2 separate regions of the Danio rerio genome follow, and region 2 is linked to region 1. Evidence: chromatin contacts called from public HiChIP or PLAC-seq data. All regions are on one chromosome and are shown on one strand. Each heading gives the region's core, a stretch centred on a gene start, on an enhancer-like site or on the middle of the called end of the contact. The rest is flanking DNA. Distances are from core to core; before and after follow the strand shown.

The links. HiChIP or PLAC-seq counts read pairs in DNA pulled down with a chosen protein or histone mark.
Region 2: a contact with region 1 is called in an H3K4me3 HiChIP or PLAC-seq map of gastrula embryo, with 2.6 times the contacts expected there. The contact joins the promoter of si:ch211-212o1.2 here to the promoter of rspry1 in region 1. A contact is called at or near these places in 2 of 18 Hi-C or Micro-C datasets (caudal fin and an unstated tissue) and 1 of 4 datasets of contacts at active chromatin or transcription factors (gastrula embryo).

Annotation. Positions count from the first base shown.
Region 1 is chr18:19,108,291-19,114,861 of GRCz12tu, reverse strand. It overlaps rspry1 (ring finger and SPRY domain containing 1), which reads right to left and starts at 4,068. Exons shown (of 15, transcript NM_001045072.2): 1 at 3,986-4,068; 2 at 2,189-2,699. The coding sequence starts at 2,550. It also overlaps a transcript of psme3ip1 not described here.
Region 2 is chr18:19,382,497-19,389,067 of GRCz12tu, reverse strand. si:ch211-212o1.2 reads right to left here and starts at 3,005. Exons shown (of 6, transcript NM_001080164.1): 1 at 2,730-3,005. The coding sequence starts at 2,889.

The sequences.
Region 1 (6,571 bases), core at 2,819-5,318:
ATTTAAAAGAATTATCGTTTGAAAACCTTTTTACAAAGATGCTAAGAAAACAACATGCAGTGTTGTTTTTATTTGACTGTTTCTTACCTGAATACTACTCTTAAGCCCAGGTCAGATCACTAAAATTTGTGAAAATTTTGGCACGATTTTCTTGATCTAGGGTGTTGCTGGCAAATGTGCATCATGGCACAAGATTCAATCGTTTCTTTTCAAGTAATGTGAGCTCATGACAACTAATACCATGTCTGTGACGCGTCACGACACCATCGCAGAAAGTCTAGCATGTTTAATTTTTTTTCTCGTTCTTCACAACAAGTTCCGTCTCGTGGGTGACAATTGGTAATAAGAGCACATCATTTCTTGGTCATCTCAGAAGGTGCTGTCGTTAATGCACTGGTCAGGTAATCAAAAAAATAGGCTGTATACTTATGGGTGAGTCACAGGTGATCAACAAACTTTAACTATCTTTTCTTAAATATTAAGGTAGTTTAAGCAATTTTATTTGACAAACTGACACAAATATGCAGACAACTCCATTCTCACAATAAGTTTCTGAGTTCTCATCCTTCCAATTGAATTTGTTCTTCCGAGGTAATCTGGGAACATGTTTAGTTGTGCGACTATATTGTAAAAGCCTTTTCTGCTTATTCAAATGAGTCATTAATAGTAAAAACAGTTTAATATAGGCTTCACTTTAATTTTATTAAGGCTAAATTATTATTTTGTTTAACAACCAAAAAACCTGTCATATATTTGCTAATTTTTTAATATGTCATTGTTTTAAAGATTACATTTTGAGCATCGTTTTTTTCTTTGCTGTTAATGTGCTTTCATTTTCTCTGTCTCACTGGTAGCAAGTTCAGGTGAGTGAGTGTTTAATAAGAAACCCATGGCAGGAAAATATACATTGTAGATTCAAAACAAATATCCTAATATTAAAAAGGAATCAAAAGTTTGATCTTATCCATGTCATAACAAATGCCCTTAAATAATGTAGTTATTAGTTGTCAGCAAGCATCAGTGGTTATTGAAATTTTTGGGAAATAACGCTTGTCGTAGATGTCACAGGATGACTGATTATGAAGGAACGTGTAGTCTGGCATATTTGTGACCCATGACAAATCAAAATTTTATCAGGGAAAAAAAAAACAAAAAAAAAACGCATAATCTGGCAAAAGTGACTTTCTTAACTGACAATAAAAATTGTATAATATGACCTGGGATTTAGATTGACTTGAAAATATGCAAGTTTTTTTGTATCAATGTTTCCTTTAAACAGTAAAGCTTGATTGCAGTAATTCATTAACAGAAATAATAAAAAAAGCCTCATTCAGCCTTACAGTTACAGGTGTCATGTAAAAAAAAAAAAAACAGGCCGCCAAAGGATGTGGTTGAGCAACAATATATATTCAAGCCACAGAGAAAAAGAGAAGCTGATGCTCCCTTTTTTGTCATTTATGCATTTTTCATTTAAGTCCAAACACTGAGAACACAAATAAGAAAATTTGAGAAAATAATATATATCAGTTTCCTGCCAGGCCGTTTATTTCCCCTAGCCTCTCTTCAGGAAGTGGCCACACACTGCCATGTTCTCCATGCAATAATGCAGGCCATATTAGACATCAGGTTCAGAGCCACGCAACCTGATGCACAGATAAAACAACTTCACTTTTAAAAAGTGATCATTCATCATTAGATAGCAGTAGGTCATCAGTGTAGGAAGGTGTAAGAACATGTGATAGAGGAAGAGTGACTGGCGACTCTGAGATCAAGCCAAATTGTTAAAGGAAACATGAAGAAACTCTTGGTTATCACAAGCTGCTGTCTTGGGCAATACATTAAGATTAAATGTGGTGCTGTGTGAAAAAATGAATAAATAAATAATAGCACGCTCATTACAAAGCTCTGCCAGGCTCTGCACACTTAAAGCGGAATCATTTTAAAAGTTTAAACAGACGGCGTGGCATCCCTTTGGTAGACAATAACACTGAGGTAAAAAAAATACACATGACACAATGCAAATGGATGTTGAATAACAAGTGGATGCTTTTAGCCAAAGATGGAGTGATGTTATTGCTGACACACATGAATATAAGGAACTGAAATTGATATGATGCCCATGATTCATTCATAAACAGATTTAATAACAAATCTAAGCAGATCCCTCCTACGGGAAAGGTTCACTCACTTGTCTACAAGAGTCCTGATGACGGCCAGCGTGTCTAGTACCAAACCGTCCACGTTTTGTTTTTTCCGACGTGGCTCGTGTGGCCCTCGACCTCTTCTGGGTGGTCGAACCGGGTCCCTGGGCCGACTCCCTCTGGCCTCCGGTGGATCAGACACAGAGTTATCCACCCGCCTGAGCTGCCTGCGAGAGGCTGATCCTTCCTCCACGTCACTGTCCTCCCTGCACACGCAGCTGTTCCCCATGGCTCTGCCGGACGAGAGGCTGGCCCAAAACTGCACTGACTGCAGCTGTTCTACGGTGAGTCGGAGAACCCGCACGAGGCTCCTGGTGGCACAGAATGCAATCCAGGTGGCTACTATCATATCATTGGAAGGACTTTAGTGGGTGTCTCGGTACGGGTCGCGTAGACGTGTCGGTCATTGCGCTACTGCAGACCATCAGCATCCAGAGACGAACAAACAAAACTGATGGAGCAGTCAACACACATCCTACAGCCTGGGAGATTGAAGTCCTGAAAAAGATTACACAAACTATTTTCAGTGTGGAAAGGAAACATAACAGTGGCAAATGTGCAAAACAAACAAAATGTTCAGAGGGCCCAGTTCTGACTGATATATTTACTGAAAAATTATATGAAGAGATCACTTGAAAACTTTTAGTTTCTTTGAATGAACTGGATTGACTGGGTCAACAAACATTGACTTGTTTGAGTAAAACGTTAATATTAGTTTAATTGTAAGGTCTGAAAATACTTCAAAACTCAAATAAAAATATTGTCATTTAGAGATGATTTTCCTTCAGAGAACAAAAATTAACACATGTAACTGGAAATCAAGGTTATTTTACCAAATACTGTTGTCTAAAATAAACACAAACATGTCGTTTTATGCTCTAAATGACAGCATTTGCATTTTCAAATTGTAGGAAATGTCATCAATAAACTGCGTTGAAAATAGTTTAGATAGACATATTCTGTAAAGCAAAATAAATCATAAAACAGCAGGCAGTTCTAATTTGTGTCCATAAACAACAGAAATACTTTTGTAAGATCTGGGATTGTCAGTGTTAGCATACGCTAACTAACAGTTAGCACACCAAACAACTTTACAAAACCCCCATTCAAAACACAGCAACCCACTCAGACTTGAAAGAACACTGGGCAGTGTGCTCTTAATACAATCAGTGACATTTACAAACAGACTGAAAGCTTATTAACAGTGTTGTCATTCCAGTAAATTAACGTCAAAAAAACTTGAGAATCCATGGCTGCGTTTCAAACCCTAGCGAGCTGCCTACGTAGGCAGCATTTAAAGGGATAGATCATGTACAAATGAAAATTCTGCCACTGGGACTTGCAACCCTTAAAACTTTCTTTCTACAATGAAACACAACAATTACACATAGATTAAGACTGGCAGTGTCAGCCACTATACACTTCTATCCATGAAGGTTCGTAATAAAATTCAACGGTGACTCAGGCTGTCATTCTTTCTACTGTCTACTACATGTCGCCTGACTTACTTATCTGACACTTAAAAACAGAATATATCTTTGTCCAAAAGTATCATCATGTGACTGTTATTCTGACAAAGCTGTCTAAAAGGGCAGTTCGCTAGGTCTTGAAACACAGCCTCTTTCATCATGTCAGAAATTATCGCTAGCAACCACATAACTAGCCACACCTCCAAACAGATGGACGAAACAGCAGTTTAAAGCCCTTCTTTGACTTGGCACATACACGAAAAAGCATTTTATAGTTAAACCATGTGTATTTGTCAGAGACTAGAAATAACTCACCTGGTAAAGCGGAAAATAGTCGGTAAATGCAGCAGCACAGATCCGTAGGCCGAACACAAAGACTACACGGGAAGTGTGAGTGTGTGCGCTTTACTTCTCAGCAAAATGACTCGTACTCGACAACACCACCACTTTAACAATCAGCATATTGTCGAGCCGCAAACAAATACAGAGCGAGCCGAAAACTAAAGACGAAACTCAACGTTGGGCTGAGAAGTGAAAGCATGAGGACTGGTTAGAATCAGTGTAAGATAGCCGGAGGATCAACGGGAGCACTCGGTGTAGTGTAAATGATGGGAAGTCCGACTCACTTCCGCGAAACGGTTCTTTTGAATAGTTCGTTTCAAAGAACCGGTTGAAAAAAAAACGATTCAGCTGTTTCATACGTCAGAACGTAACTGCGTCATCGTGCAGTCTGTGGCTTAAACGTTTCAACTAATTAATTATTGTTTATACTTATTAATTAATGTTAATTAATATGAGTTTTTGCTATATGCAAGTTTGTTGCGTCGAAATTCACTTAAATGTAAACACGATTCAGCTTCATTTCAATAGCAATGTTCCATTTTTATTCATTAATTACATTTTTGGACATAATCATATGATATTTACTAATTCCATTATGATATGTTTAATATTACGGTGCTATTCTTGCCCTGAAAAGATCCGTCCTAACCGATTCAATCCGGTGTCTTGTGAAGCGGTTCATTAAAAGCATCACTGCTCCTTGTGTGTTGTTGCACATTTCTCTCTCCAGCACATGATGCTGGACTCAATCCCCCCAGCAACCAATAAAACAATCATGTTCTTCTCAAGAGATGGAGTTGTGCAATTATTTGGTCCTTGTGTAACCTATTTTTGCTTTAGGTTTAATTCCCTGCATTCGCTGTTTTAATAACACCAAAACTGGTATTTAGTTAGATGTTGCAGCCAGCCCGAATTCAAATGGGTTCAACACAACATATTATTTAATACATATTATTTAATGTGTGGAAAATATCAGGGAATATTTTTGCTGCAATATCTTGACATCTTTGATTTTCTCTCCTACATCTAATCAAAAAACGAGTCAAATCGAAGAAACTCATTGATTAACATTACTGACAAATATTGAAATAACAATATGTATCTAAAATTATAATTGTAGAAAGTATTAAATTATAAAAATACATTTCAATGAAATACATAAATTCTGCCTATTCCCTGATATTTTCCACACATTAAATAATATGTATTAAATAATATGTTTTGAGTTTTTATATAAATTACTTATATTAAAACACAAACAATATCATAAATGATTTTCGAAAGCAAAACCTTTTCATGAACACTACATTTCCCAAGAGTCAATGTTGTTTTTGCGTAGGAACTACGCGTCCTTAGCAGCTGTTGTTCAGGGGATTCTTTTACAGGGACACAAACCCGGAGAAGGTAAATATCTGATCACATTTCCTTTTTGAAATAACCCTTTATTCCTCACATCTTATTTGGCTTTGTCCATTATATTTCGGTCAAGTTAAAAAAACCCGGCTAGGCTTAAGCTTGTATAATGTGCAATAAACCAGTCGCTGTGCTAATACTAGTGTTATCTGATCCAGTGAGTGCGATCAAAGCCTTGCATGCTGGACTTCAGATCAATATCAGGCCCTAAAGATGCGTTTCTGTCTCATGTAAATACTGTTGTAGAACATAAATGCAGCGATCCTTGAATATATATTTGCATAGTATTAAACTGTATTTGCTGTTTTGTCATGTTTTGTGTTGCTGTTTGTTGGTATATATCCCATTGTTGCTTGATATGTGATCATTTTCTGATGCATATTGCACACTGCCTGTGGAGGAGTTGATGAAATATAGTCTGGGTATATTGCGAACATGTTTTTATATGTTAGTGTATTTCTAGCACCATTTAAATGGAGTGAATGCATGCATTATGCTTTCTAAACACTTCAAATATCTGTTGTTGTTATTATGTTTAAATATGTAAGCAGTAAATCAATGAAAAATGGATATAAGCCAGTCTTTGTCAGTGCTGGGTAATAACTGATTTCATGGATTCTGTAATTACATTTTATGTATGTATTATTTGCAGCTATATTGTATACGTTTTAGCATATTACTTATGAATTACTAATCAATCAGTTCTTTTATGCATTACAAATCATTCGTTCAATACCAGTAAATTATTTGTAATATTAAACATATACATACATTATAATTTACTAACTCTATAATAAAAAATATAAAAAATCTGTTTAAAATAAAATGATAAAAAATCTACTACATGTCAAATTGTTTATTCAGTCTCGTAGCCAATGGGGGTTCGAAAGACCCACCCCCCACTGACAATTTAATTTGTCCCATACATGAGCTCATTTGTCCTATTTTGATTGCGATGTCATCATAAATACTGAAAATAATCAATCGACATTGTCTTTAAAACCAAGAGGAATCCCCAGTTGCCTTTCGCTTCAGTGTGACTTTAGCTAATCAGTTTTGGCCAATGCAAAATATTATTTTTCATAAGTCCAACATACAACTGTGCAAAAAACATTTAATCTGACGTAAGTGAAGTCATCCTTGGCT
Region 2 (6,571 bases), core at 1,756-4,255, 280 kb before region 1:
TGATTGATGATCACAGAGAGATAAACAGATCTTTTAATCCCAGTTGCTTTCTGACGTCATGTCTTGTTGATACAAGTATACGTGTTAATACGGAGACATGTTAATACACGGCTGTCAATCAATTTGGTGGGCAGGAAAACCGCACTCCTACGTCGCCTTGCAGTGGGCCTCAAAATGGGAGAGATTTGGATCCTATTTTAATGTCAGGAAATTGAAAAAAATACATTAATTAATTAAAAATAAATTAAAAAAAGACCTGTTGAGTTTATATCACTCGATTATGACTGTGGAAACACTATACCTACTCACAGTACTGCCCAAACTTCTCACAAAAGATGATTTTCATCATAGGTACTCTTTAAGATTATTTGACTCTCTTGCACACTTGACTTATGAGTATCCTAATTTTAATTGTGTGTAAAAGATGTTGGTATTAAAATAAAAACATACTCAATGTATGCTTTTTATCAGTGGTTCTCAAACTGTGGTACAAGCATCACTAGTGGTATGCATGCTTCCTTCCAGTGTTACGCGGAGGAATCAAATATGTCATATGTACATGCTACATATATTTCAAAATTTATCAAAAATTATTTATGTATGAATATTAAGACATATCGCCTACATTTCTGAGGTATAGGCAACATTTCCAGGTGTTGATGAATAGGCTACTACAGTATATGTTAATACTTTACATTTGAGTACAGGAGTTTTTTTTTTACTTTTAAAGAACAGTAACCTTTTATTTTTAACTTTTAAAAGCACATTTTAATGTAAATATTAACATTTTATTTTTACACATAAGTAGAGTACAGTGTTAATGTTCAAACTATTTATAATGTTTAAAGTGGCTGACAATAATAAATAGTATTAGTAATAGGAATTAATCTGCCTAATTTTTTCAACTGTGCAGTGCTGTTGCTGTTTCATTGTGTGCTACTGTATTTCAATAGTGCCTATTATGGTGGTACTAGGAGAAACAATAATTTTTTGAGGTGGTACTACATAAAAAAAAGTTGGAGAACCACTGCTCTATATAGTTCTAATTTCTACTTGTAGGTTCAAGCATTGGCATATCTTTGTTTAAAAATCTATATTGGGTTTACTCTCATCATATCTACAGATTTACATTTGTAAAAAGCCCTTAGCTATGGTCTTTGGTCACAGAATATTTATTTAGTGTCTGTTCCTAAAGTGCAGACTGAGATAGGGAAAAAGGGTTTTAAATATGCAGCACCTTTTGCAAGGAACAATCTACAAACAAAGTTGCAGTTTAAAGAATTTATTTCAGTAAATGCTTTCAATAAAAAAAAGAGAATAAATGATTTAGAAATTGAAACAGATTGAACAGTGTGATTCATGTTAACTGTCAATTGTTTGTTGTCTGTTAGACCCATGTGACATGTATACTGCCTAATTTTGGCCAGGACACTCTTGTAAAAGAGATTTTTAATCTCAATGTGACTTACCTGGTAAAATAAAGGTTATAATAATAATAATAATAATAATAATAATAATAATCTAGTCTGTCCAGTGATTTTAGGAATAAATATATGATTCATCGCCAATCTTTACTTTTATAACCATTTTTTTATTTTACATCCTTAAAAATAAAAGTACTGTACTACTTTTGCTCAGGGAAAGCTGGATTCATATTTTAATAGTGTATCTGTACTTCCTTTACCAGTGAGGTTTAGTTAACATTTTCTTTTTATTAAATCAGCATTTACAAAGATTATTAAATATCATGTATATCAAATATCAATATCAAATAACAAATGAATTCCTCATAAATAAATAATGCATTAACAACATTTTATTGATGGGACCATACTGTAATGTTTTATCAATATCATTTCATATATTTCACGGAGAACAATTTCATCTTTATATCAGTAACTGATTCTTAGAATTAAACCAACAATTTTATTACATTTTTTTTAATTTGGGGGATATCTCCAAATTAAAATAAAAATCATCTAGAATCGTCTATATATGTCCATGACTTTTACAAACTTGAAAATAACACCAAAACGTACAATTTTGCATTTAAGAAAAAAGAGCCATTGCTCATATGCACCAAATACAGACACGGAAGCTATGATTCATTTGTACTAAACACAAAACATGACAGCCCCCATATCTAAAAATATACCACTTTTGCACAGGAAAGCATAAAGTGTGCAACACCACTCATCATTTACTCAGGGCAGAACTGTCCACCTTCACTTAATGGAAATACATGCATTGACTGATTCTATTCCTGCTAAATATATCATTAACTTTTAAAAAATAATAATAAAAATGGAAAATTAGAAAAATATGACAGTGACAAAGTGTTAAAAATATGACAGTGACAAAGCGTTAAATCTTGAGTTCCTTGAAGTGTTATAAAATGATCCTCTTATTCTGAACACTTTGCCCTGACAGCTGCAATTACAAGTTTTACAAAGTAGCACATGCACAACACATGCAACCCATAAACGGGGTCATATACACGCAGCTCAATGTTAAACAATCACCAACATTCAATACATTATGTTGATGGAGCTGTCACATGATATTGATCTCAAACTGACCTCTACACATAAGACTACAAGCAACTTTTGGATGTGTGTGTGTGCTTTCCTGGCCTTAGTCTGGCCCGTAGACGCTGCCGTGTGCAGTAGTAGAAGGATCATTCACATTGACACAGATGTGTGTAATGACAGCTGACGTGCTCGTCTTACCCGGAGAGTACAGCTTGGCGAGCTGTCGGGCCCCGGCGTGCTGTGGTCCCCAGCGAGGTGCGGTGCTGCGCGCGGCCGCCCCGTGCTCATTCCCGTTCGGATCCTCCTCCGCCATAGACCGATGCCTGATCTCCGTCTCTGACAGTAACGCCGCCGCCATGGTCCCTTATGATGGCCAGTTTTCAGAGAAAATGCATTAATAATGACCCTGTATCGTGCATTTAGTAATTAATACACAGGGGTTCAGGTTTAGCGGTGAATGACACACCTTTCTTGGTAAACCCACTGAGGTTCCTACTTCAGCGAAACACACCCGGAACTAAAATACGCACGAACTGCCTGTCTACCACTCCGCTATAATAAACAAACATACCTCGATAATTATTATTTACCTTGTTTCATCTCATGAGGCAAATGATAGATAATATTGCTCCCGGCGGGGACTCTGAGCAGCTCTTTAAACTGTCCGACAGCCTGAATAAAGTGAATATTCGCAAAACTTTTCCTCTGCCTGCTGCTGTGCTCTGATCTTAGGGACCGTCGTAAAAGACGCGTTTATAGTGTGAGAGGAAAAAGCCATTTTGATCACCGGCTACTCTTATCTAAGAATTATCATAATCAACAAAACGATTTTTGATGTTTAATCAAATGTACATTACAAAATCTGTAGGATTATACTGGCGTCGCCCCTTAATGTCAGCGAATCATGTCTGGGGTTTTACCAACGGTCCCTAACATCTCATGCGAGTCTATCGTAGTGCTCGAGACGCTGATAAGACACAAACGCCTCTAGTGAAATTATACGAGTACACATGACTACTGTGCTACCTGTTGATAAGAAATAGATAAGATAATCATGCTATCTCATGTTCAAGTGTCTGTTTGATTATGTACCGGCGATCACAGGCATGGACAATGATTTATAAATATTTCAAACAAACTCCACAAATAGCTTAAAGCTGTCGCAAACATATTAATTGTATACATCATACACGTTGCTTACATGTTGTTTGGAAACAAATCTGTCAAGCATTATCCTATATAATGCTGTAAAATGGAAATTTAATGTAATTACCCTGAATCTGATGAAAAAAAACTGCTTAAACTGGCCTAGGCTGGTTGGCTGGTTTTAGCTGGTCAACCAGGCTGGTTTTAGAGGGGTTTTGGCCACTTCCGGGCTGGTTTCCAGCCTGGTGTTAGCTGGTCAGGCTGGAAAGTGACCAGCTAAAACCATCTAAAACCAGCTTGACCAGCCTGGTTAAAGCTGGACATAGCTGGTTTTGGCTGATCATCTCCCAGCCTGACCAGCTAAGACCAGGCTGGAAATGGCTGGAAACCAGCCTGGAAGTGGCCAAAACCCCTCTAAAACCAGCCTGGTTGACCAGCTAAAACCAGCCAACCAGCCTTTTTTTTTCAGTAGGGTATAATTATATATTAATTAGTGTACTATAGAAAATCTTTTCTTTTATCGTGTGTTTTGTGATGTTGTAAAGACTGACAATATTCAGGAATGACAGACAGTTTAACTGGTTTGCTAACATAACACATATCTCGAATATTATAATAATTAATACAAAACACAATTTTTACAATTGCTTATAATTGACTATACCTTTTACACACTACATTTACATAACACTGAAACACTATTCATCTGCACCAAATACAGAACATGAATCAATGATTCATACGCATTAAACACACAACAAGAACGCCCCCATGTCTATAAATATGCTACCTCTAAGAAGTATAAACAGTTCCTCCAATGCAAACATAACGTCATCATTTACTCAAGGCAGAACTGTTCACTTTCATCTCATGGAAAATAAACTCACTGAATGGTGACTGATTCTATTTCTGCCAGACATTTCTTTGGCCTCATGTAGAAATCTCCATTTACCCTTAAAATCCACATTGAGGTGATGTTAGTTTTATATTCGCACAATTCTTCAGTGGCAACTTGTGACAAGGTCTCTATATTGTTTAACACTCTACTTTTAATATTCTCTCTGAAATTACATTCAAGTATGACTTTAAGCATTATTAGCACTATTTAATTGACTGTAAACAACCTTGTACTTTGATAGTCATTGGCTGCTAATATTCAATCATTCATTTCCTTCGACTTTTTCCCTTTATTCATCAGGGGTCACCACAGCAGAATGAACCGAAAACTTATTCAGCATACGTTTTACACAGCAGATGCCCTTCCAGCTGCAACCCAGTACTGGGAAACATTCATACACACTCATTCACACACATACATACGGCCAGTTTTAGTTTTATCAAACCCAACATGGGGAGAACATGCAAACTCCACGCAAAAATGAATGCGTTCAAACCAGCGACCTTCTTGCTGTGAGGTAGCAGTGCTAACCACTGCAAAATCCACATGTTTGAGACAACTGTGAGGTCCATGAATATTAAAACAACTGAAGCCCTAGTTAAGGGTGAGATTCAATAAGATCAGATAGTATGGATGGTTCATGAAGTCCAATTTTGGAGTATTTAGGAGTTACTCAGATGGTGTGCTGAACCCCTTTTCCCAAAGCGAACAGGTTCAGAGGCCCTCAGGGGCCCGTAGTGTATCGATGCGTTCCGATGGCTGATTTCTGGGAACAGCACCGACCTTCTGTCCGGCTCAAGTTATGAGACTCAGCGGCCGAACCAGCTGCTTAAACACATGGATGCAATTAAAGCAGAAACTGCACCGCTGAAAGAAGAAAGACCACTTTAAATAGACGTTTCTGTGCTTATTTCCCCAAGTCACAAACATTAAATCATCCGGCCATCAGCACTCAGTTTTTCATTATTTACATCACAACACAAAATTTTGAGGGAAATGTGTAGTCTTTGTTTAGGTTGACACTATCAATCAGATTTTCCTTCTTTCCGTTTTTTTTTTTTTTTTTAACCCACGCGAACGCATGGAGAACATGCAAACTCCACACAGAAATGCCATCTGACCCAGCCTGGGCTCGAACCAGTGACCATCTCGCTGTGAGGTGATAGTGCTACCCACTGCACCACCGTACACGGTGCCATTTTTACATGATTTTTAAATCAAATTGAACTCGTTTGACTTAATGCAGTCACTGTTTGTATTCATGATTAACAGGGCTTGGCATGAACTTTTTGATCACCAGCCACTGTGGCTAGTAGATTTCCAACCTTACTAGCCACTCGCCATTTTCACTAGCCACAATTTTGTTGTTGGGAAATATATTTTATATGTATAAAATGTGACTTTGACATGACTTGATTTAGATTTTCTGTTGTGTCCACACTCATTTAACTTTTTCTGTGTTGTGTATACTCAAAGAAATGATTACTGCTGCTTGTTCAAGCTACATGTTTAAAATGAGCAACAACAACACAATCCTTGTTACTTCATTGGCAAATTTCTTTGTTTCATGTTCAGTCCCCTTAGATTTGTAAACCATTATGTTAATAAAAGCATTTTATGTTGTGACAACAGGTAGAAATCGTGTTGGTTCAGCTACCTGGTAAGAGAAATTGTAGTTCCCAGCATGCTTTGCAATGCATGGAATTAAATTAAGAGAAGGAAATGTTGACAATTAAAGTCATCTGAGATGTTTAAAGCAAATAGAAAGACTTGTTAGTTAGAGACTTTTTATCTTCACTTAAGTTTGAAGATTTAGAAGATGTTCAAGTAGTGCTTTAAATTTTGAGATTATCACCTTGCAGAAGCAGCCATGCTTTGGGTGTTGGCAGGTTTATTAGCAAAAATGCAGTTTGTTGCTCAGCAATAATTGTCCTAAAGCGAGTTCTGAGATCAGTCTCAATCAACTGTATATGCAAGTCATGAAATATGTCTCTTT